2 separate regions of the Gossypium hirsutum genome follow, and region 1 is linked to region 2. A link is a contact called in public Hi-C data. All regions are on one chromosome and are shown on one strand. The core of a region is the stretch at or near the end of the contact, and the rest is flanking DNA. Distances in the headings are between cores, read along the strand shown.

Evidence for each region. Hi-C and Micro-C count contacts between places; a contact is called where the count stands out from the background.
Region 1: a Hi-C map of leaf shows a contact between it and region 2, with 1.7 times the contacts expected there. The contact joins the promoter of LOC107953510 here to the promoter of LOC107953525 in region 2. A contact is called at or near these places in 3 of 34 Hi-C or Micro-C datasets (callus and leaf).

What each region holds. Positions count from the first base shown.
Region 1 is chrD07:8,091,795-8,094,862 of Gossypium_hirsutum_v2.1, forward strand. It overlaps LOC107953510 (protein EARLY FLOWERING 5), which reads left to right and starts at 1,426. Exons shown (of 9, transcript XM_016888835.2): 1 at 1,426-1,648; 2 at 2,067-2,160; 3 at 2,933-3,018. The coding sequence starts at 1,568. LOC107953511 (a long non-coding RNA gene) reads right to left here and starts at 22. Exons shown (of 4, transcript XR_005916048.1): 1 at 1-22.
Region 2 is chrD07:7,919,752-7,922,997 of Gossypium_hirsutum_v2.1, forward strand. It overlaps LOC107953525 (ribulose-phosphate 3-epimerase, chloroplastic), which reads left to right and starts at 1,693. Exons shown (of 10, transcript XM_016888852.2): 1 at 1,693-2,039; 2 at 2,983-3,097. The coding sequence starts at 1,930.

The DNA of each region.
Region 1 (3,068 bases), core at 176-2,675, 170 kb after region 2:
TTTTATTTGTTTTGTTTCCTTTGTTGCTTTAGTTAGTAGGCTGTTTTGTGTTTTATTGTTTTATTAATAAAAAATAACCCACTTTCCCTTAAAAAAATAATATTTATGTTTTTCTTTATAATTTTTTAATCATTTTAATGTAAAAGTATTATATTAATCCTGAAGCTGTCACGTGTCACTATTTTATTGGTCTACCAATTTATTTTAACGGTCAACATGGTCAATAATGAAAACTGTTAACGGATAAGCTTAATTGATTATTTTAATTAACAGCAGGAGCTTAATTGAGTGCGAATTTAACACCTTATACTCGATCCGGTCGGCCGACCTTAGCTATAAGGTATTATAATGGTAAAACATTAACATTGTTCACTACCTAGTCATAGATAACCAAATAATTCATTTCATAATTGAATTACAACCATTTCCATGTTATTCAATTATATTCAGACTTGAATCGAGCATGCGAAGCATTTAAAACAAATCAGGAATAGTTCTGGACTAAACTGAAGTTTTTACAAAAATTCAGATAAAAAGTGAAAATATGGGTCACACGGCTGTGTGACCAGGCTGTGCGATAGAGCTCAGCTCGTGTGGCTCAAGGACATGACCGTGCGGTCAAATCGTGTATCAAACTATGCCCGTGTAATTCAGGGACACACGACCGTGACGCCAGGCCGTGTAACTCACTATGACTGTGTGGACAAACTTGCACAAAAAACCAATAGGCCACATTGCCATGTCATGCAACCATGTGTGGCATAGGATCGTGTGGTATACAGGGGTTTAATTGATTTTTTTATATTTTATTAAGGGTTTTTTTTATATATAAGCTTTTTTTAATATACTTTTAATATTTTATATTTAATTTTAAGTTTTTTAAATTTGTTTAGAATATTATTAAGAAAAATTTAAAAAAATTAAATTATATTTTAACTATAGTTTAGATACCAAATTAGTAATTAACCATTCAAGTTAACGTTGTTGAACGTCAAAGGAATTTATGTTTTTGAATGAATATTCTAACAGGAAATTGAAAAAATAAAAGCCACAATTATTTCTTTTAAATTCCTCCATTTATTTGACGTATAAAATTCATGTCATTTATGCTTTTTCTATTTCTAAGACTTAGACACGTGTCACTAACACAGTCTGGCCATGTCATAATTCTGTAACGAAATGGACAACTTTGGGAGATGGCGAAATAGTATAGGTGCCAAATTGATAAAAAAATCTTGAGATATCATATTGTTGGATGAGGTATAGCTCAGGGGCCAAATTAATATTTAATCCAAAAAATAATTATTTGGGCCTGAAGGAAGGATAGGCGTAAATATGAAAATGCCCGGCCATTGAAAAAGTTTAAGCCCAACCCAAGCTTCAGTAAGATAAGGAGAAAACCGTAATTTTGACAGTAAAAATAATGTGTATATCCGAAACATCGTAGGCCGATCGATTTTCTTTCCCCTAATTTGAAATCGGAATAATAACGAGCAGGAGGAGAAAGAAGCCCTAAAAGATTTAAGAAAATTTGTGAAGAAGACAGAGCTTCAAAGAGAAATAGAAGATGAAGACGACGAAAGGGGGCAAAGTTATGAACCCTACGGATGCCTACCGTAAGGAGCTTCGTAAGAAAGAACTTAAACGGGTACAATCCTACTTCTTTCCGTTTCTTTTCATGGTTTTCTGCTTTTTTTTTTTACTTCAATGATACTCAATTCTTGGTTTTAATTGTTTCGGATTCAATTCGATCTTCCTGTTGGCTTTTTTTTCTTTGTTTCGGTTTGAAAGGGTAAGGAAAAAAGATGTCATCTAAATTGATTTTTTTTTCGGTTGTTTTAATATTTACTTAAAAAAGGTGAATTTCCGAAGAACCCTGGGGAAATTATTTTCTTTAAATTTAATATTCGCCTTAAATAAGCTGTTGAATTTTATTTATTCAAAATTGGAAAAAAAAAACATAGTAGAGGATTGCATAATTTATAAATATAAGTCTTGTCTCGGTTTTAGCATTCACGTACATTTGAATGTTTAAATCGTGGTTGGTGTTTTATATGTTATAACAGAACAAGAAGGAAAGAAAGAAGGTGAGGGAGGTGGGGATTTTGAAGAAGGATCCTCAGGCAATCATGGAGCAGATTGAGAAGTTAGAAGTGATGAGTAAGTCGTTCTTTTTAGATGTTTCATGATTGATTAATGAGTAAATATCTCTGTTTACTGAACTCGAATAAGAGTAGAGCTTATGGTGGTGGTTATGCTTTAATTGCAAAATTTTAAAGCATTGGATTTTATCCTTTTTTACCTATAGTGGTAAAAAATTTAGGACTGTACTTTTAATGAAGGGACTGAACAAGCCTTCGTTACTGATTGGTTTTTTTTTGCTTTATTTTTACTTCATCTGGAGTAGGTTTTGGTTATTATCTTTTGTGGTGTTTGGACATTTCCTTGAACATGGCATTAGCTGAGTTTTTACTAGCGGGAGAAACATAATAATTTCTAAACAAATGGAAGAAAATCAGTATTTCCTTTAAGCAATGATTTGATTTTTTTTAAGTCAATACTAGGATGTTTGGCTATATGTCTTCCTTCTGTGAAGTATTTGTTTGATCAAATACGGCATAAAGATGGAAATGAATTGACTTTTTCCTAGTGTAAGATGGCGATCTTAACGAAAAAATAGATATTAACTACCTAGATAAGTTATCTTTTCCCAATTCCTTCTTTCTTTCTTATGTGAAGAAAGGTTGACAGGGGGTATCATAGAGGTATTATAAGTAGGTTTGTACAATGTAGCAGTGATTCCTATTGAATGTTTATTGCTTCATTTTGTTGTGTCCTCTGTTCACCTTATTCTCTCTACTAATACATTTGATTATTTCTTTGCTGATTTTAATTTTAGAATCTGATCAATAACTTTGTTGAGTTACTGCAGAGGCTGAAGGTGCATTAGACAAAGCAAGAAAACACAAGAAGAGACAACTCGAAGACACACTTAATCTTGTCTTAAAGAAGAGGAAGGTAATAATTTATGGTTTTTCTGACATTTATTAGAATTACATGTCTGTATG
Region 2 (3,246 bases), core at 443-2,942:
AGGGGGTATCGCGATATTGAAACTTGAACGTCGTGATATCCCTAACAGTGTTGAATTGAAGATGATCAAGGCTAGCTATAGTGGTATTGCAATACCCAACTCCCAAGGGTTCCCCCAAGTCAAGACTAACATGGGTACCGTGATATCCCTGACATGAAAAGACAAAAAATGACCGCAGAGGCAGAACTTGTCCAACTTCAACACCAAAAAAAAAAAACACGCTAAGGGGCATTTTGGGTATAAATGTTAGGTTAGAAAAATTACTAAAAAAGTCATAATTGGCTAAGAAAAAAAAACTTATCATTAGCTAGTTTTACATTTTCTCTTCATCTTTTAGGGTTTAGTTTTTCTTCTCCAATCCATAGCTTAGGGTTTATTTTCATTGTTCATTTTATAGTTTTATTTTTTTCTTAGTTCCTTAGCTAGTAGTTAAGTTGGTTATTACTATAGTTAGGATTTATTTACTTGTTAAGCCCTTCAAACTTCCTTGTAGTTACACTTTAATCATTAGTTTAAAATCAATCAATTTTTTGACATTTCTTATGTTAAAAATCTTATCTTGAGTGTTTTTATTTATCTTCATTGTTGTTATTGTTATGTTATTCAAGCTTTTGCAAAAGAGCTCGAGTCTTTATCACTTTTATTTTAAGTTAATGGAGTTTTTATTTGATTTCTTATTGTTAATGAGTTCAAATATGAGCATGAGTAGCTAAATCCCAAGTGGTTGGTTGATGGAAGTGATGAGTAATTGATTTTTGGGTTCAAGGACTAAATCGCAAAAAAATAGACTAAATTGAATAAACTTAAAAACTTATGCTTGACGACCCTAAGAGAAAATTAAGATAAGTGAGGCTGAGAGGAGATCTTATTGAGCATCAATTTGATAATCTTGAGTTAGTTTGGTGAGATCGAGAGATAAATCAAACTAATTTGTTAATATTGGTAAAGTTGAGGTCGAGAGGTAAATTTGAACTAATTTAGGAGTAATAGTGATTTAGATCCCTAATTAGAAGGTTAACCAACCTCATGACTCGACTTTAACATGTACCTCTAGACTCAATTCTAATATCGACTTAGTCCGAGAATCGGGTAAACCTATAACTCTGATACCACTAAATGTAACACCCTAATTCTCGACTCGATTGCTAGGTCCGAGTCATGAGTTATCACATTCATTGCCAGAGCAACTATGACCAATCATATTCAATCCAATGCCACTATATATTTAAATATAGGTAAATCATGCATATAATATAATATGATATTAATTTTGGGTCTTATACAAGCTTACAAAAACTTTTTTTAAGCCTAGATTCAAAACAGACCAAATTGTAAAAGTTTCAAAACATTGGGTTAATGTCATGGCACAACATACTACGTAGGCCTCGTTGCAACGTTCAATACTCAGGATCGCGTCGTGACATGATAACTTGATAAAAAATGTTCAACATCATGATGTGATAGACCGATGAATTTATTTATTTTTTTGAATAAATACAACAAAATACAATAAACTCCTAAATATTTTACCAACTTAAGTGCCCCATCCCACTATTTGGAGTTGCAAACGAAATTGAGAGGCTGACCCAATTCCCCATAACTTAACTCTTTCCCTTACATCAGCAATATAGAACGCCAACCAACCGTTGAGGATAAGTACAGTAACCCACAAATCAGCTTCACACGTGTCCTCAATACATGAATCCATTCCTAAATTTTCCCCAGATTTTTTTCTTTCTTTTTTTCTCGACTATTTATACTATGGGGCTCCAAGTCTTTGCTGCCTGCCTTGTTGGTGGTGATATTTTTGAACAAGCAAATAAAAGCTCTCACTACCTAACCTTCAAAACCCCCTCCCACCTCCTTTGTAGATTAGAAAACTAAAGATCAAAAGATAGGCAACTAGGAAACAAAAAAGATAAGTGAAAGATGTCAACTGCTTCTTCATTGTGTTCATCAACTCAGATTAATGGCTTTGGAGGGGGACTTGGGGTTCTAAGAACCCATGTTTCTCAACCCAAGACACTTTCTTTTACAAGGTATTCTTTTTTCTTTCTTGAGTTCTTGTTCTGGGTTGCCTTTCTTTTTGGCTCATTCTTATTAGACTTTGTAAAAAAATAGAATTTTATATGGTAAAGAAGCAAATTTATGGATGTTGGCAATAAAACCCAGTTTAGAAATTTCAGTGGAAAGTGAAGGACACCTCAAGAATATAAGGTAGCTAAACTCAATTGAATTAAATAAGCTTCGGGGTTTTATTTATAGTTAAATTATTAGTTTCTTAATGTTCGATATAAGAAATTTGAATATGCAACTTGGTGAAACTTATTTTGTATGTCTGGTGCTTACTTAGGAGCATAACTGTGGATTTATTTTCGGATTTTCGCCATATGTTTGCATATTTATGCTAATTTCAAAGTTAGGCTTGTGATTTGGATAGTGACCATCAGTACAAGTTATGCATTTTGACATTGCATTCTCAAACTACAATGTTTTAATATGTTTCCCTCTATTCTTTCCGGATTGAAACACAGGTGAAGGTGTTGCATTCACATGATATTAGTAGCAAAGACCATTAAAGTTTGTACCAAATGGTTAAAACTTCAATTATGTCATTAGTTATTTCCTTGCAGTGCTGAAATTCTTTACTTTTCATAAGATTTAAAGATTGCAAATTGTTATCTCATCCCTAAAAATTGGTCTTCTATGGTAGGAAGTGCACCGGTGACATTGTAACGCCTTTTTATTGGTCTTGTTTTAGGATTTAGAATGCAACTATTGGTTCACAGGGACACTAATGCTTATGAAAATTGTCAATTAACTGACAATATTCAGTTTTCATTAGTTCCAATTCACTTTCGCATGATTTTGAGGAACTTTATGTTTTCCTATTCTCCCTCACATTTCCAACTATTGGATTTGAGTTTGTTCTTCCAACTCTCATACAATATTTTAATATTACCTTTTCTCTGAAACCTTTAGAAGGAGAATTTCTACGGTAGTGAAGGCAACATCTCGAGTTGATAAATTCTCAAAAAGCGATATCATTGTTTCTCCATCTATTCTCTCTGCTAATTTCGCAAAGTTGGGGGAGCAGGTTTGTTATTCTTTTTTTTGAAGTTACAACTTACAATTATATCATTAGTTACCATCAGAATGAATCATTACAAGCATTGAACTAACTGAACTCAAACCAACTCGCCTATACATGGTTAACACTGGTAAAACCTGAATTTGAGATCTCAA